3 separate regions of the Mus musculus genome follow, and all the other regions are linked to region 1. A link is a contact called in public Hi-C and promoter capture Hi-C data. All regions are on one chromosome and are shown on one strand. The core of a region is the stretch at or near the end of the contact, and the rest is flanking DNA. Distances in the headings are between cores, read along the strand shown. Region 1 holds the start of Pip4k2a (phosphatidylinositol-5-phosphate 4-kinase, type II, alpha). Region 2 holds the start of Otud1 (OTU domain containing 1). Region 3 overlaps Dnajc1 (DnaJ heat shock protein family (Hsp40) member C1).

The links. Promoter capture Hi-C pulls out the DNA fragments that hold promoters and counts their contacts. Hi-C and Micro-C count contacts between places; a contact is called where the count stands out from the background.
Region 2: a Hi-C map of rod photoreceptor shows a contact between it and region 1, with 4 times the contacts expected there. The contact joins the promoter of Otud1 here to the promoter of Pip4k2a in region 1. A contact is called at or near these places in 2 of 39 promoter capture datasets (the C10 cell line and pre-B cells), 3 of 484 Hi-C or Micro-C datasets (embryonic stem cells and rod photoreceptor) and 3 of 115 datasets of contacts at active chromatin or transcription factors (memory CD8 T cells, microglia and pancreatic cancer cells).
Region 3: a promoter capture Hi-C map of the HPC-7 cell line shows a contact between it and region 1, with 4 times the contacts expected there. The contact joins the enhancer-like site here to the promoter of Pip4k2a in region 1. A contact is called at or near these places in 9 of 39 promoter capture datasets (the 3T3-L1 cell line, the C10 cell line, the HPC-7 cell line and 5 more), 12 of 484 Hi-C or Micro-C datasets (B cells, cerebral cortex, embryonic fibroblasts and 8 more) and 4 of 115 datasets of contacts at active chromatin or transcription factors (astrocytes, fibro-adipogenic progenitors, forebrain and 1 more).

Annotation. Positions count from the first base shown.
Region 1 is chr2:18,995,449-18,999,924 of GRCm38.p6, reverse strand. Pip4k2a (phosphatidylinositol-5-phosphate 4-kinase, type II, alpha) reads left to right here and starts at 1,804. Exons shown (of 10, transcript NM_008845.4): 1 at 1,804-2,073. The coding sequence starts at 1,930. 4930426L09Rik (RIKEN cDNA 4930426L09 gene) reads right to left here and starts at 1,606. Exons shown (of 1, transcript NR_024323.1): 1 at 121-1,606.
Region 2 is chr2:19,655,177-19,659,652 of GRCm38.p6, reverse strand. Otud1 (OTU domain containing 1) reads right to left here and starts at 1,922. Exons shown (of 1, transcript NM_027715.2): 1 at 1-1,922. The coding sequence starts at 1,591. The coding sequence ends at 227. Gm3230 (predicted gene 3230) reads left to right here and starts at 1,756. Exons shown (of 1, transcript NR_033642.1): 1 at 1,756-3,847.
Region 3 is chr2:18,368,956-18,373,431 of GRCm38.p6, reverse strand. All of the region lies in intron 1 of Dnajc1 (DnaJ heat shock protein family (Hsp40) member C1), which reads left to right. Among named protein-coding and RNA genes, the nearest start is that of Dnajc1, 22 kb to the left of the region's middle. Within about 2 kb of position 2,116, at least 27 of the 459 cell types and tissues checked have an H3K27ac peak or open chromatin away from gene starts, as enhancers often do. A contact at or near this core is called in the HPC-7 cell line, liver and uterus, where this site is marked.

The DNA of each region.
Region 1 (4,476 bases), core at 555-3,054:
GTGGAAGGATTCATTTCAACCAGGAGGAAAGGGTAATTGTTTTCAAGGACAAGGGCTGGTACAGGTTTCTGTGGAGGGGTGATGAAGAGCAATAATCAATGATGATGTGAAGCTCTTGAGTCTGGGTCAATGAGAATTTATTAAATAAATGAACTCCCAACTGGTTAACAACAATATGAATGCTTATTTCCAACACAGGAAGAGAAATGAAACAACTTGTAGGCTGTGTAGGGTGCTGAATTTGGTTGTAGATTCTTGTGAAAGGATGCCTGTGGGCAAGCTATGAAAATTGGTTTAGATAGACTCTTTTCTGAGGTCAGGCGACAGTTTATGAGTTATCAGTAAGATAAAGACTGTACAGCCCCACAGCCCCTCCACCGCCCCCAGACAGGGTTTCATGGATACCTGGCTTGGCTTGAACATACCTACCTACCTGAGGATTATATTGAATTTCTGATCCTCTAGCCTTGCCTCCTGAGGGCCAGGATTACAGGTCTGCAACATTGTGTACTTTTATCTACTGCTGGTTTTGAGTGTAACAAACAATCTATAGCATAGTCCCTAAAGTGACCTTTGTGTCAGGCTATACCTAGTCACACAAATAACATCAGTCTCTGGTTAAATGATTTGGTCAACTAGTGGAACTGTGGGTCAAGTTTATGACTTCTCAGCATTAATTTAGGCTGGTTTTGTTATTATCTTCACCCCCTTTAGCCATTAACAATGGTGATGCTTGGTACCAGAAGAAGCAAGGAATCATTGCGGCGGCGGGGCGGGGGGGGGGGGGGATAGTATTAACAAGTTAGAATGACCAAGGGGATTTTGGGGGCAACCGTGCTGAAAGGTCAAATGAAGAAAAGGAAGGTCCGCACAGGATCTGCTCCCTTTTTGTTCCAGGCGTTACTCTTTGTCTTCTTGAAAGATCTAAGGACTGTAGACTTGCAACAACAAATGCCAGCGTAAGGACGACTAATTTCAGTGTGGGGTGGTAGTGGTGAAAGGCTAAACATTTTCAAATCAGAAGGTGCATGTCCAGAATAAGAGAAGGAAGGGGTGGCCTGCAAAATGATGGGTTCCAAGCAAACGGTCCAGACTGGGGCATGGCTGTCTTGACTAAAGCAGGGGTTTCAGTGAAGAATCCCAGAGTAGGTTGGGAATGACATTCTAGTATCCGATAGCATGGGAAGGCCCAACCAGGATACAAAAGGTTAGGAAGTTCAAGGCGGGGACTCCCTGGCAGACAGTTGACAAAGAGGAGCCAAGGTCCTTTCCCTAGATGCTGGGGAAGCCCGGGGCCCCGAAGAAGCGCTCTGGGTCCCACGAACTCGCCAGCCCTTGGCACGGGAAGCGGAGGTTCCCGGACATTCCTGGCTGCCCCATGCATCTGGGGGCTCCCTCCTCGGAGCTCCCTTGGCTCCGTATCCTTTCCTTGCTCCTCCCCAGGAGCGAGAAAGGCATGCTCACGCGAGTCTCCACACTCCGCAGCAGCCTCCCCAGACGGATCGCGGCCGCCAGGAGAGTGCTCGTCTTAGCACCGGTGGCGGAGCGCACAGAACAGCTTAACGGTCCGGCATCCGCATCCGCACCCGCCCCGCCCGTCGGCGCCGCTGCCCCGCCCGCCTCTGCGTCATGACGCTAGCGCCCAACGCGGAAGCCGCCCGCCGCCTGGACCAGCCGAGGGCTGTGCGCCGAGCCGCGACGGGCGGGAGCCGGCGGGGGCGCGAGGCGAGCGCAGCTGCAGCCTAAGCGGCCGAGCGCGCGGAGCGGGCGGAGCGAGCGCCCAGGACTGAGCGCGGGCGGAGCGGGGCTGGAGCAGGCGCGCAGCGGCGGCCGCCCCGGGGGATGCAGCTGCCTCCCCGGGCTGGCGTGTAGGGAGGGCGGGTCCCCGGCCTCGGCGGCGCGGCGGTGGAGGGGACCGAGACTGCGACCATGGCGACCCCTGGCAACCTGGGGTCCTCCGTCCTGGCGAGCAAGACCAAGACGAAGAAGAAGCACTTCGTGGCTCAGAAAGTGAAGCTGTTCCGGGCCAGCGACCCGCTGCTCAGCGTGCTCATGTGGGGGGTCAACCATTCGGTAAGGCTCCTCTGCGGCGCGCTCCTCTTGCTCCTCGGGCTCAGCCTCCCGGCTCTGCTCCTCCTGCTGCAGCGGTGGCAGGGCGGGGACCTCTAGCCGGCTAGCTCGGTCGGTCCCGGGCCCTCTGGCCACTCGCCTCTTGGGGTACCCCTAACCCCACGACAAGCGTCCATCTCCTGGGTTTCTCCGGCGGCGCTTGCGCTCCCTTTGGAACCCAGGGAGGGTGCAGGATGAGAAGCATTCTCTGTTCTGTGCTTCTGAGCCTCTCCGCGGCTGTCCTGTCCCGCATTCGTCCTCCCGCCGGTCGGTGCTCGCTGTCCGCGAAGTGGGAAGTTTGTGCGGGGACCGACTCTGTCTCAGCTATCAGTCCTGGCGGGGAACCGCTCAGGGCCCAGTCCGAGCGATCGCTCCACTTGTCTGGGACCGATGGGCCCTCCTGCCCTGAGCGGGTGGGCAGGTGAACCTGTCCCTGTCAGGAAGAGTCCGGAGCTTCTCGGAGATAGGACTGGAGTGAATCAGAAGATTTTGGGCGGCAGCTTGAGAGCTTAGCTTTCTTTTTTCCTTTAAAGGCAGTATTGTCAGACTCTAGGAGAATTTTTTTGGGGGGGTGGGGGGTGGGGGTGGGGAAGACGGGCAAAGGAAAAAAAAAAGCAACGTAAATATGGCCCTGGTGCTGAGCGTCTTCTCTTCATCCCTTCCCGCATCGCCCAGCTGCTGTGCCCTTTCCAGACCTCCTGGCGGGGAGTCTTCCTCCCTCCCCCTTGCTTCCTCCCCTCCTTGGGGAGCCAGGCAGAAGTCACAGACTTCTGCAGAAGGATGGCCTTGGTGGTGATAGTCGGAGGGGGTCCCGGCGGTCGCGAGTTCGAGGTGGTCTAGAGTTAATTACATCCATTTTGGAGGTTGTTTAAAAGACTGTCGGGGTGCGCGTTGGGGAGGGTTAGTCTAGCGCACAGCTAGGGATGTAAGGAGGTGCGCGGCTGCAGACTCTGCGGACTGCGGTGTGGGGGGCTGAAACAGCGTCCTGCTGATCTGACAGCGAGAAAACTCCTGCAGCTTTAATCTTCTTAGATGGGCTCAGGAAACGTGATAGGCGCTGTTGGCTGAGCCTTGAAAGTTTCAATGAGCTTGTGAATTTTGACCATGACCTTACCTACTGCAGTCAGCCAGCTTCAGAGAGAGAGCTTGAGCCTGCTGCTCTGCTTTTGTTTTCAGTGGATGCCCAGGTGTCCCTTTCAGCATAATGTAAGTGACAGAAAGCCAGCGTGGTTTTTGCACTCTTAAATTAACAGAGTTGTTTAAAATGGCTCAGTATCTTTTATTTATAGTTTTCCTCCCAAGCAGAGCTGGAGAAAGGTGAAGCAATATGAAGATGATTGTGTTTATCTGGAACGTTTTAAAGAGTTGAGAAATCTATTACTTTACTGCTGGGTCTACTGGGGTTCATTTTACTGACATCTTTAGCTGTTAGGAATGTCAACTGTTAAAACAGCAGACAACAATGCACCCCCCCCCCCCCGTTTTATTTCAGAAAGCAAAGTTACAGTTTTCCATTGCCATAAGTCTCTAATTTAGTTATGTTTGGTTTTGTAAAGTTCTTTTTGTTATTTACCTTACTATTAGCAACTTCCTAATTATTGCAACTGGGCACGCACGGTTAATGCAGGTTGGGCGTGGACCCATGTTTACGGCCCCTTTAAATCTCCTTTTGGAATTCTGGTGTTTTGGTTAGGAGTCTATGTTTAAGTAGTGGCAACAAAATGCTGCTGGGGGTGGGAGTGGTGGGAAGAGTGACTGAGAATGTCTGGAAAAAGTTGCCATTGGGCACTTCACTGTAACATTTGGGTTGCTACCTTGTGTTTATTTTTGAGTTGCTACATTTGTTTTCCAGTTACTCTACTTGGAAAATACCGACTGAAAGATGGTGGGAACACCGAGTGTTACTTACTGTTGCTTTTAAGAAGTTACTAATTCTAAGCTTATACACTGCTAGCATAGTGTATCATTTAAGCATGTAATTAATTCAACACAAACATGCAGAGCCTGCCACAGTGGGAAGGTTGCTAAAATGTCTCTCCCTGTTGTCCATGTGCCTTTATTTTGAGGAATGTGAGTTGACATAAGGCAGTTGTTTTTCTTCATTTTTCTAACAATGTACTTTAAAAAAATAATACCTCCCTCACCATGCTTGGAAGTCATGTATTTCTGGTTGGTTTTATTTTAGGAAATGATTATTGGTACCCAGAAGATGTTTTACTATGCTTTTTTTGTGCACCAAAGTTTATAGAATAATATTAAAGAAAGTAAATCCACATTATCAATAATGAGCGTGTATGTAAATGGGGGACATTTGAGAAAGGATGGTAGAGAGGCAGATGATTCAAATCAGAGCCTTTCCCCTGTAAT
Region 2 (4,476 bases), core at 673-3,172, 660 kb before region 1:
AAATTTTAAATAGCAGTAGGCTCACCCAAAGCTATCAGGAAACATCATTCAGGTGCCCAGCAACCTGCGGCTCTGAGAGGACATTCAAAAACTGATTAAGGCATTACACCTAAAGTCAGTCTACTAGGAAAGTGAAAAGTGCCATTACCCTAATTAGAGTTCGTGTGGTTCTCCCAACACAACTGACACGCGCCATTTCCCCCAACTTGTCAGGTCCTCAGACTTTTCAAGAGCATGCATTTTGTTCAATATACATTTTGGACAGGGATATGGCCATGGACTTGGCAAGTTCTTCATCGCGTTTTTTCTGTATCTGGGTTTGCTTGCACCAATTGTCATACTCTGGGTTAGGATAGGAGTGGTCAAAAACAGCATCATAGTGTCCATTGCTGAGCCAACTGAGCCAAATACTGGGCCGTAGAGAATCCTCTGGGCCCAGATAGTGGATCATGGTAGACACGGTGGGGCTCTCCAGCCTCCCTCCAGTAGTTAAGTGTATATTCACATTCAGCATCTGCCCCATGGCCAGCAATTCGGGATATCCGGCCCACGCCCCATCTTGGGCAGCAGCGATAATAAACTCCCCCACGTCGCCCTCAATGAGTGGGCTGAAGTGGTCCAGGTGGTCCGCGATGTAGTGCACGGTCTGCTCCCTCAGCTCCCGGTGCAGGCTCTGGTCCCCGTACACAGTCTTGCTGACAGCTCGGTAGAGGCAGTTGCCGTCGGGGATGATGTGGAATCGGTACTTGTTTCTCTGCCTCAGGTACTTGTCCTGCCTCTCCACCTCGGCCAGGTACAGGGCTAGCTTCTCGTCCCTGGGATCCGCCCGGGACGTGCCTACGGCTTCGCCTTCGCCGTTCTGGGCCGGCTCGCCGCTGCTCCGAGCGGGTGCCGGAACCGGGTGAGCCTCGGCTTCGGGATCTTGCCGTCGGAGCGCGTCAGACCCGGAGGCGTCGCTGCGACCGCTCGCCCGGTCCCAACCCCGGGAACTGCGCTCCGCCCGGCGCTCTTCACCCCACGGGCCGGAGCCCGGGCCGGCGCCGGGCTCCGGGCCGACGGGGGCCGGTGCAGGGGCCCGGTGCTGGGAGGCTGCCAGGGCCTGGCGGTGCTCGCTCAGTCGGAAGTTCCTGTCCGGAGCGTCGCGGACGGCGTTCGGGGCCGCGGGCTCGTCGGGCCGGAGCAGCTCTTCCAGCAGCCAGGCAGAGGAACCGCGACGCGGCGGCGAGGGGGCTGAGGGTGGCGGCAGCAGGAGGCGCTCGGCGCCCAGGGCCCGCACGGCGATGTGCGCCGTGGACGTGAAGTGCGGCGGCAGCGGCGGCTTGCTGCACGCGCCCGGCGGGGCGGCGGCGGACCCGGACCGCTCGAAGCAGGCAGAGAAGGCGGGCATGGCAGCGGCGGCGGCGGCTTCGCGTGGTTCGGTGGCCGCGGCGGGTGGGCGCTCTCCGGTATCCGGCTCCGGGGCCGCGGCGGCGGGGCTGGCTGACTGCAAGGAGACCTTGAAGGCGGCGGCGGCGGTGGCAGGCGGGGCGGCGGCCGTGGGCCCCGGCGTGCCCGCAGGGTAATGGGTGCACACGCTGCTGTAGAGCTGCATGGCCGCGGCCGCCCGCGGCCCCTTATAGCTGCGAGCCCGGCTTGGAGACACACCCTCGGGCGCAGTGCCCCGGAGCCCGAGAATAGCGCTGAGCTCAGCGCCGCGGGCCGCCGCGTCAGGAGCCGCGAATAGCGCCCGGGCCGCGACCCAATTCGTGCTGCGCCACAGCGCGCGGGCGGTCCGAGGGCACCGGAGGGCGCGCGCTCGGCCGGGGACTCGGGCGTAGGACGCTGGCGCAGCTGTGCCCCGCGCCGGCCGCTGGGGACGGTTGGAGGAGCTGCCCGCTCAGACGAGCGCCGCCCGCCCGCAAGCAGGAGTGCAGCGCGCGGATGGTAGGAGGCGGGGCCGCGCTTGTTTACCTCAGGCCGCGCGGCCGCGTCACGTGGTCCCACAGGAATGCGCGCCCCATTCAAGCGGGGCGGCCCCGCCCTCCAGCGGAGACCTCATGGGCGTGGCCGGGGAGGGCGAGGCGGGGGCTGGACTACGGACATGCGCATTGAGTGCGCTCCCAACCTGACTACGGTTGCTGGCTGCCTGGTACCTGGGAAGCAGATCTGTGGGCTATGCGGCTGTCCTGCTGTGTGACGCTGTGGCGGGACCAGCGTTGCTGGGGCAAACAAATAGGTTGGAATAACGTTTTTCTAAAACACTTCCGGACTAGGGACTGAGCTCTACCTTCAGGGCCAATGGCATTCAACTTCTTGAGTCGTTTCCTCCAGTTAACGTGTTTGGGTCTGGTCTACACGGTCTTGCTGCCCCGCTAAGCAAAAATAGACGTTCCTGCACTGCTAACTTAAGTCACCTAGGAAATGCAAGGGCGAAAGGAAGGCTTTTCAACAGCCTTCCTTGGAATACCAAATAACATGCCGCCTTAAAGCCTTTTGAAAGTAGATCGCGACTGTTAAACTTTGAGGCAAGAGGCACACAACCTGTTTTCTGGAACAGCACAGCAAAATGAAATAACAGACTGAACTGTGCTTCCTCTGCAACGGAAAGCCAGAGTGTTATCAAATTGGTACCTACTTGCAGTAACAGTAGCTTTTGCCTTATTCTGAGTTTCAATCCAATTTTAAATTTAGTTTCCAGATATACAGATTGAATTGGAGACTACTTCTTGGTATGGAAAAACAGCCTGCAGGTTGTACTACCTGCGCGCCACCATTCTGCTTGGAACATAATTTATGCTTGTTACTAGGGTCTCTCGTTGGGGGTTCTTAGTCTCCTTAATCAAATAAATTTAAAATGTTCAAAAGGAAGCTCGGGGGGGGGGCAATTTTACTAGAGTTTGAGAGGGTAGGCAATCTGCTAATCTTGGCAGGTGGCCAGAGAAGGGAAGGGGGGGAAAAAAAAGAAAAAAAGAAAAAAAGAAAAAAAAGCCATGCCCTTTTAAGTTAGGACTGGAAAAGGCAGGCCAGCAGGTTCAGCAATGGAGTTTGGCCAGCGGTTGCTCAGGGAAGGGTTGGTGTAACCCGCCTATCAAGACTGGAATGGGTGTATACTAAACAGATATACTAACCCTGTTATTTACCCCATTGGGAAAAAAAAAAATGGACACCTCTCCCCCCACCCCCACCCCGCCTCCGTACACTGATAGGCACATATGCCTGCACACACATTAGAATTCCTCCTAGGGATCTATCTCCTGCTGGGAGGGAAAAAAAAAAAAAAACCGGCTGAATCCCTGGGGACATCCAGAGAAGAAACTTATCTTCTGGAAATGACCTTTCAGGAGAGATTTGGAGCTGAGAAAGGAATGGATTGGGGACCACATTTGCCAGTGTTTAGTTAGGCAGAGCTTTTGTTTTGTATTTGAACCTCATCCTCAGGAAACCCAACTCCAAGGCAGAATTTGTGGATTAGTAAGATCTCTGTGTCCCACTTTCCGATGTGGCCACATTGAATAAATCTCCTTTTCTTTTTCTTGTGGCTTTCTTTTCCTTCATTAATTTGGCACTTTTAGCTGCCTTACTGAAGAAGGATGGCCGAACTTGAGTTGGAACACAGTTTGTAACCCATAATTCTAGTAATAGTAGCTTTAGAGAAAAGTAAAACGGCACAGAATGTCCATAAAAGCATGCCTGGTATCTTCAAGCAAACAATGCAAAAGAGGAAATGACCCTTTTCTGAATGAGAGCTCAGAAGAGAAGGCAGGCCAGACCACAGGGCTGTTTTCCAGAGAAGGCCAGTGGCCACAAGGTGGGCAAGGTCTTCTGGGAAGGGAATGTATATTATCTTATTAAATGAATTATTATCCTCCTCGTTCTCCATTACATAGCTTAAATCTATAGTACCTCCATCCTGGGCTGAGCACAGAATGCTCGGATTCTATTCTTTTGACCAGGAGAAAGTAGCTTTGTCTTAATGTTCTTTAACAAAATATCTACCTTTTGCCTGGTAATTTAAGTCAGAAAGAGGTACTTCCCTTTGTAGGTGTTGGGAAGGTGTGCTCTGAAGTTCTGGATTCCTAATGCTTGAGTGAAACGCCATCTTGTTTTGCTTTCCTGTTATTGTCTAGCACAGTACTAGCCATGCAGTGGAACTGAGGAAACTTACTGAATGAAGGACTAGATGGCAAGTGAATTCTCAAACTCTCTCAGATGGCAGTGAAGTCAGAATTGCTATCTAGGTCTCTTGGCGTTACCCAGGGCTTTGGAGGACTCACTGGATCCTAGGGACTGTCAAATGCTCAAATGTTCCGGCCTGCTAGGTGGCTTCATCGAGGAGAAACTGAATGATTGCCTCCATAAGGAAGGCTGGATCTCGCCCCCTGACTTATTGCAGACCCATCATTCTGCCTTTAGGCATGTTGCTCTAAACTCTGCCTTCAGCCTTTCAGGAACTGAAGTTGTGAAACAAGAAACTAATACTGACAATAAGATCATCTT
Region 3 (4,476 bases), core at 867-3,366, 630 kb after region 1:
CCAAAATGTATAGATGCTATGAGGACTAATGAAAGCAACAAGACCCTAAAAATTAATTACATCCCCACAAGCATTTCCATCTGCCTTCTAAGCCAGTTCTTAAAATCCTCCTTCTTCTTAGGGGAGATCTAGGGTGGTTTCTGTTTTAGATTATTTGAAAAAATTTTAAATTCTGATCTCAAGTAGAATGTTTAGCATAGGTGGCATAGTTTTTCAGGAATATTGCCTTCCTGACTCAGATACTATATTAGCTATATTAAGGTTTTGTCTTGTTTTGTTTTTGTTTGTTTGTTTTTGCTTTGTTTAGTAGAGGGAAATAAAAAAAAAAAAACCTTAATACTTGACTTTCCGCTTCTGGATGACTGTATTTTGGTCACATGCTTGGGATCAGGTCTAAACTCACATCCTAAACTGACTTAGCAGTTATTGAGAACACATGCACGAGGTCTGGACATTGGGCCACGTGAGTTGTTGTTTGGGTCTAAGAATTAGTGCTTTGGGTACTTGCTTCACCTTTACAAAATGTATTTTGATTCAAGGTTTGGTTTATGTGGCTATCTAGAAAAGAAGGAAGTGGATTTCTGAGAGGAATCTTTACCAAATCTGCATGTTGTAACTTAAACTTACCTAGATTGCAGCTTTTAGCTAAATAGTGTGTTTACGTGGCATAGTGTATCATATTGTTTTCATTTCTCTTGAAGTCTGATGGTAGCTAAGATAAATTCCTGAAGTTTGTCTGGTATTTGAATACTAAGTCCTAGTATTCTAGTTTGTCTGCTTCTAGCTCGTGAGATTATTTCAGGAAGTAGGGGACAGCTGTGTGATGAATAATGTCTGAGAAAGCATCCGTGTGCTCTGGCTCGCTCTCGAGCAGGGTGAGGGGTTTCTGCTACTTACACTTACCATCAGCCCCTATGGCTCTTCACTGATGCTGCTTCGTTTGATGAGACCCTTTACTGCGGTTGTACTGGAGTTATGGAAGAGAAGAGAAATAGGAGAGCCCGTGGGTAACCTAAATTTGTGAAAAGACTGAGGGAAGCTCGTCTCTTCCTTCACCGATCTTAACATGATCATAGAAATCAATAAATATAGCCTTTGTCCCAAGAAGACAGAATTCTTCAGCTCTTTTGCATTTTGTGGCTTAGGAAGAAGAGTTGAGAGAAGCCAGAGCTGAGAACATCCCTTGCTCCTGAAAGGCAAGGGCAATCATTTTAAGTGGCTGTTAATCTTTATTGGGTCTGGATTCCTTCAGACTTGTCCTCGAGCTATCTGTTAGCATTTTGACCAGACAGTTTTGTTTGTTTGTTCATTTGCTTGAGATGTAATCTCACTATGTTACCCCTGGCTGACCTGAAACCCACTGTGTAGACTAAGCTGGCCTTGAACCCAAAGAGATCTGTTTGTCTTTGCCTCCCAAGTGCTGAAAGGCATCTATCACCATGCCTGGCTTTAATTAGTAATTTTTAAAGTATTATTAAGATTCAGTGATAACTGGTGTGTTTGGAGAAAACTTGACATGCTGTTTTTGCATGTAGGATAATGTTGAGCCTTTGAGGGTGTGAGTAACAGGAAAATAGAGAGCTAAGTGTGGTGTGGTGCTCCTGTAATCTTGGCATTTGGGAGGCTGAGACCTCAGGATCAGAAGTTTGAAGACAGCTTTGACTATAAAGCATTTTGAGGCCTGATTGAGCTACATAAGACCTTGTCTTAACAACAAAACAAAAATGCAATAAAAAGACACAACATTTATGTGGATGGCCTTAGTTTATCATTGAACAAATCACATCTTTTGCAGTCTCACATACTTTATAGAAATAAAGCTTTTCACATAAGCCAGTAAGTATTTCACAAGATGTTCTTTACCAAATATTTGAACACCGTGTTGCGGTGTGGGTTTTTTAGTTTTTAGAGTGTGTGGAAATAGGATTCTTGCTCTCAAATACACATAGTTAAAAGAAGCCATATGCCTGTTTGGGAAGCAGGAAGATGAAACAGCAGTACGCCTGTTACTGTCTTAAAAAATACAAAGCTTTTCAAGATGCAAAGGGTTTTTTTGTTTTTGTTTTTTTAAGCCATCAGTGTAGTCACAGATAGAGCCGCTCATGCATCAGCTTGTGGTCTGTGACTTATAAACCCCTTCAGCACGCTCTACAGTCTCTCGAGAACAGTCTGCCCAAGGGAAGTTACTCTATCTGATTTTCCTAGAAGAAAAATTGAGGTGACTCTAACAAAACCAACCAAACAAATTAAACTAAAAGCAAACCTTCATGACAAAAAACTTGAGTAGTTATCATTTCATAGTAAAGAACATGTATATTTGGGTTTCTGAATAACCACTTCTTTTGAAAATGTTTCCTAATTAAAACCAGATGAGAGTAGCAAAGGAGGCATTTAGGTCACTAAAAGACAGATGTGCTTCATGAAATTTGCAGAATTCATCAATACCTATAACTGATTTATAATTGCATTTGGTCTTAACACATACCAATGTGGATCTAACAGGCACAGTAAGAGTAGAATAAAACACTTAAGGTGAAAGGGTTAATTGGCCTTGCACAGTTCAATTTGCCACTGTAGTGGTCCTTTCTGTTGTCTGTGTCAACAGAGTTGCTAAGTACTTTCCCACTAAGCTGCCACTCTTATTTATACAGTTGAACCACCAATGAGGAATGGGTCAGTTTACCAGTTGTCAGGCCTTTTCTTACTGCCTTTTCAGACCACTTCATGCTGTTTTACTCCAGCTGTTGCTACACACCTCCCTGAGCTCTCCTTAGTCACATGACTCCCCCCCCCCCTTTTTAACAAATTCCTTTTTTTTTTTTTTCAAGATTTATTTATCTTATGTATACGAGTACATAGCTGTCTTCAGACACACCAGAAGAGGGCATCAGATCCCATTACAGATGGTTGTGAGCCACCATGTGGTTGCTGGGAACTGAACTCAGGAGCTCTAGAGAAGCAGTCAGTGCTCTTAACCACTGAGCTATTTCTCCAGCCCTCTCTCTCTTTTTTTAACAGGGTCTCCCTTACTCTTACTAGTTGGTATGAGCATATGGAATGCATACTTGGTTCAACTACTCGGTATTTTCTTCTCACTCTGCTCCCTTTTACCAAATCATATCTCAAAAATTAGTTCAACCTTTCAATATTTCTTTGAAAGTCACATTTAAAAAAAAGATTCAGAAATTAAAACATGACATTATAGATAAGAGAACTATTTAACCAGTCTTTAATTGTGAGTACCCTACCCTACTATAAGTTATCATATTGAAACATATACTTCCAGACTAATTTTTGACTACCAATCTTTTGTTTTGTTTTGTTTTGTTTTTTGGGTTTTTTTTTTGAGACAGGGTTTCTCTGTATAGCCCTGGCTGTCCTGGAACTCACTCTGTAGACCAGGCTGGCTTTGAACTCAGAAATTCGCCTGCCTCTGCCTCCCAAGTGCTGGGATTAAAGGTGTGTGCCACCACCGCCTGGCCCAAATCTTTGTGTATATTCATATCTATAGTGTTGCTGGGAATTTATATAAGTGTTAGTTTTGAGGTATGTTTGTCTGCTTATTCTCCTTCTGGTCTTTCCTCTCTCTTCACTTGGGAGGCAGAGGTGGGCTAAGCTCTGTGAGTTCGAGGCCAGCCTGGTCTGCAGAGCAAGTTCCAGGACAGCTAGGGCTTTACAGAGAAATCCTGTCTCAAAAAACTGAAAAAACAAAACAAAACAAAACAAAAAACTTAAAATAAATAAATAAATGAATAAGTAGGGACACAATATCTAGTATAAGAAGGTACCTAAAAATTGTGTGTGTTTTTTTTTCTTGTGTCAGTTTTTAGGGTAATATTTATTTTGAAGATTTTTAATTCTTTTTCAGATATTTGTGGTTTTTCTTTTTCTTTTCTTTTCTTTTCTTTTCTTTTCTTTTCTTTTCTTTCTTATAGGCCTTAAAACCTTCTAAGCAATTTAGTCTTGGTAAATATATAGTAAAGAAAAGGATAAAGTATGATTTCTTAAAAATTAGTTTAGCTCCACAGGACTAAGGAATATTGTTTACAGAACATGTGCAAGGCTCTGGATCAGACCCATTCCTAGGGAGTGTCTCCCTTGTCAGGATGAATTCGTTGTCAAGATATACAGTTAATTGTTGTAAGGAAAAGGCATCCAGATACTTTTACTCCTATTTGAACTATTGATGACTCAGATCTAAGGTGTTCTAATTCAAAGGTGATATGTCACACATAATTAGACAGATATCACTTATACTTCTGAGGCAAATATATTATTATAAACTAAAATAGCCATCCTGCTTAGTTTAGTACTATTTTTTATTAGAAAAAAGCAGCTCTGAGAGATGATAGATATGCTAATTTGTTTGATTGTGGCGTTTTACAATGTATATATGATTTGTGATGGCTATTCTTGTTTGTCAGCTTGACTAATTAACTAAAACCCAAGCAGCTGGGTACACCTGTGAGGTGTTTT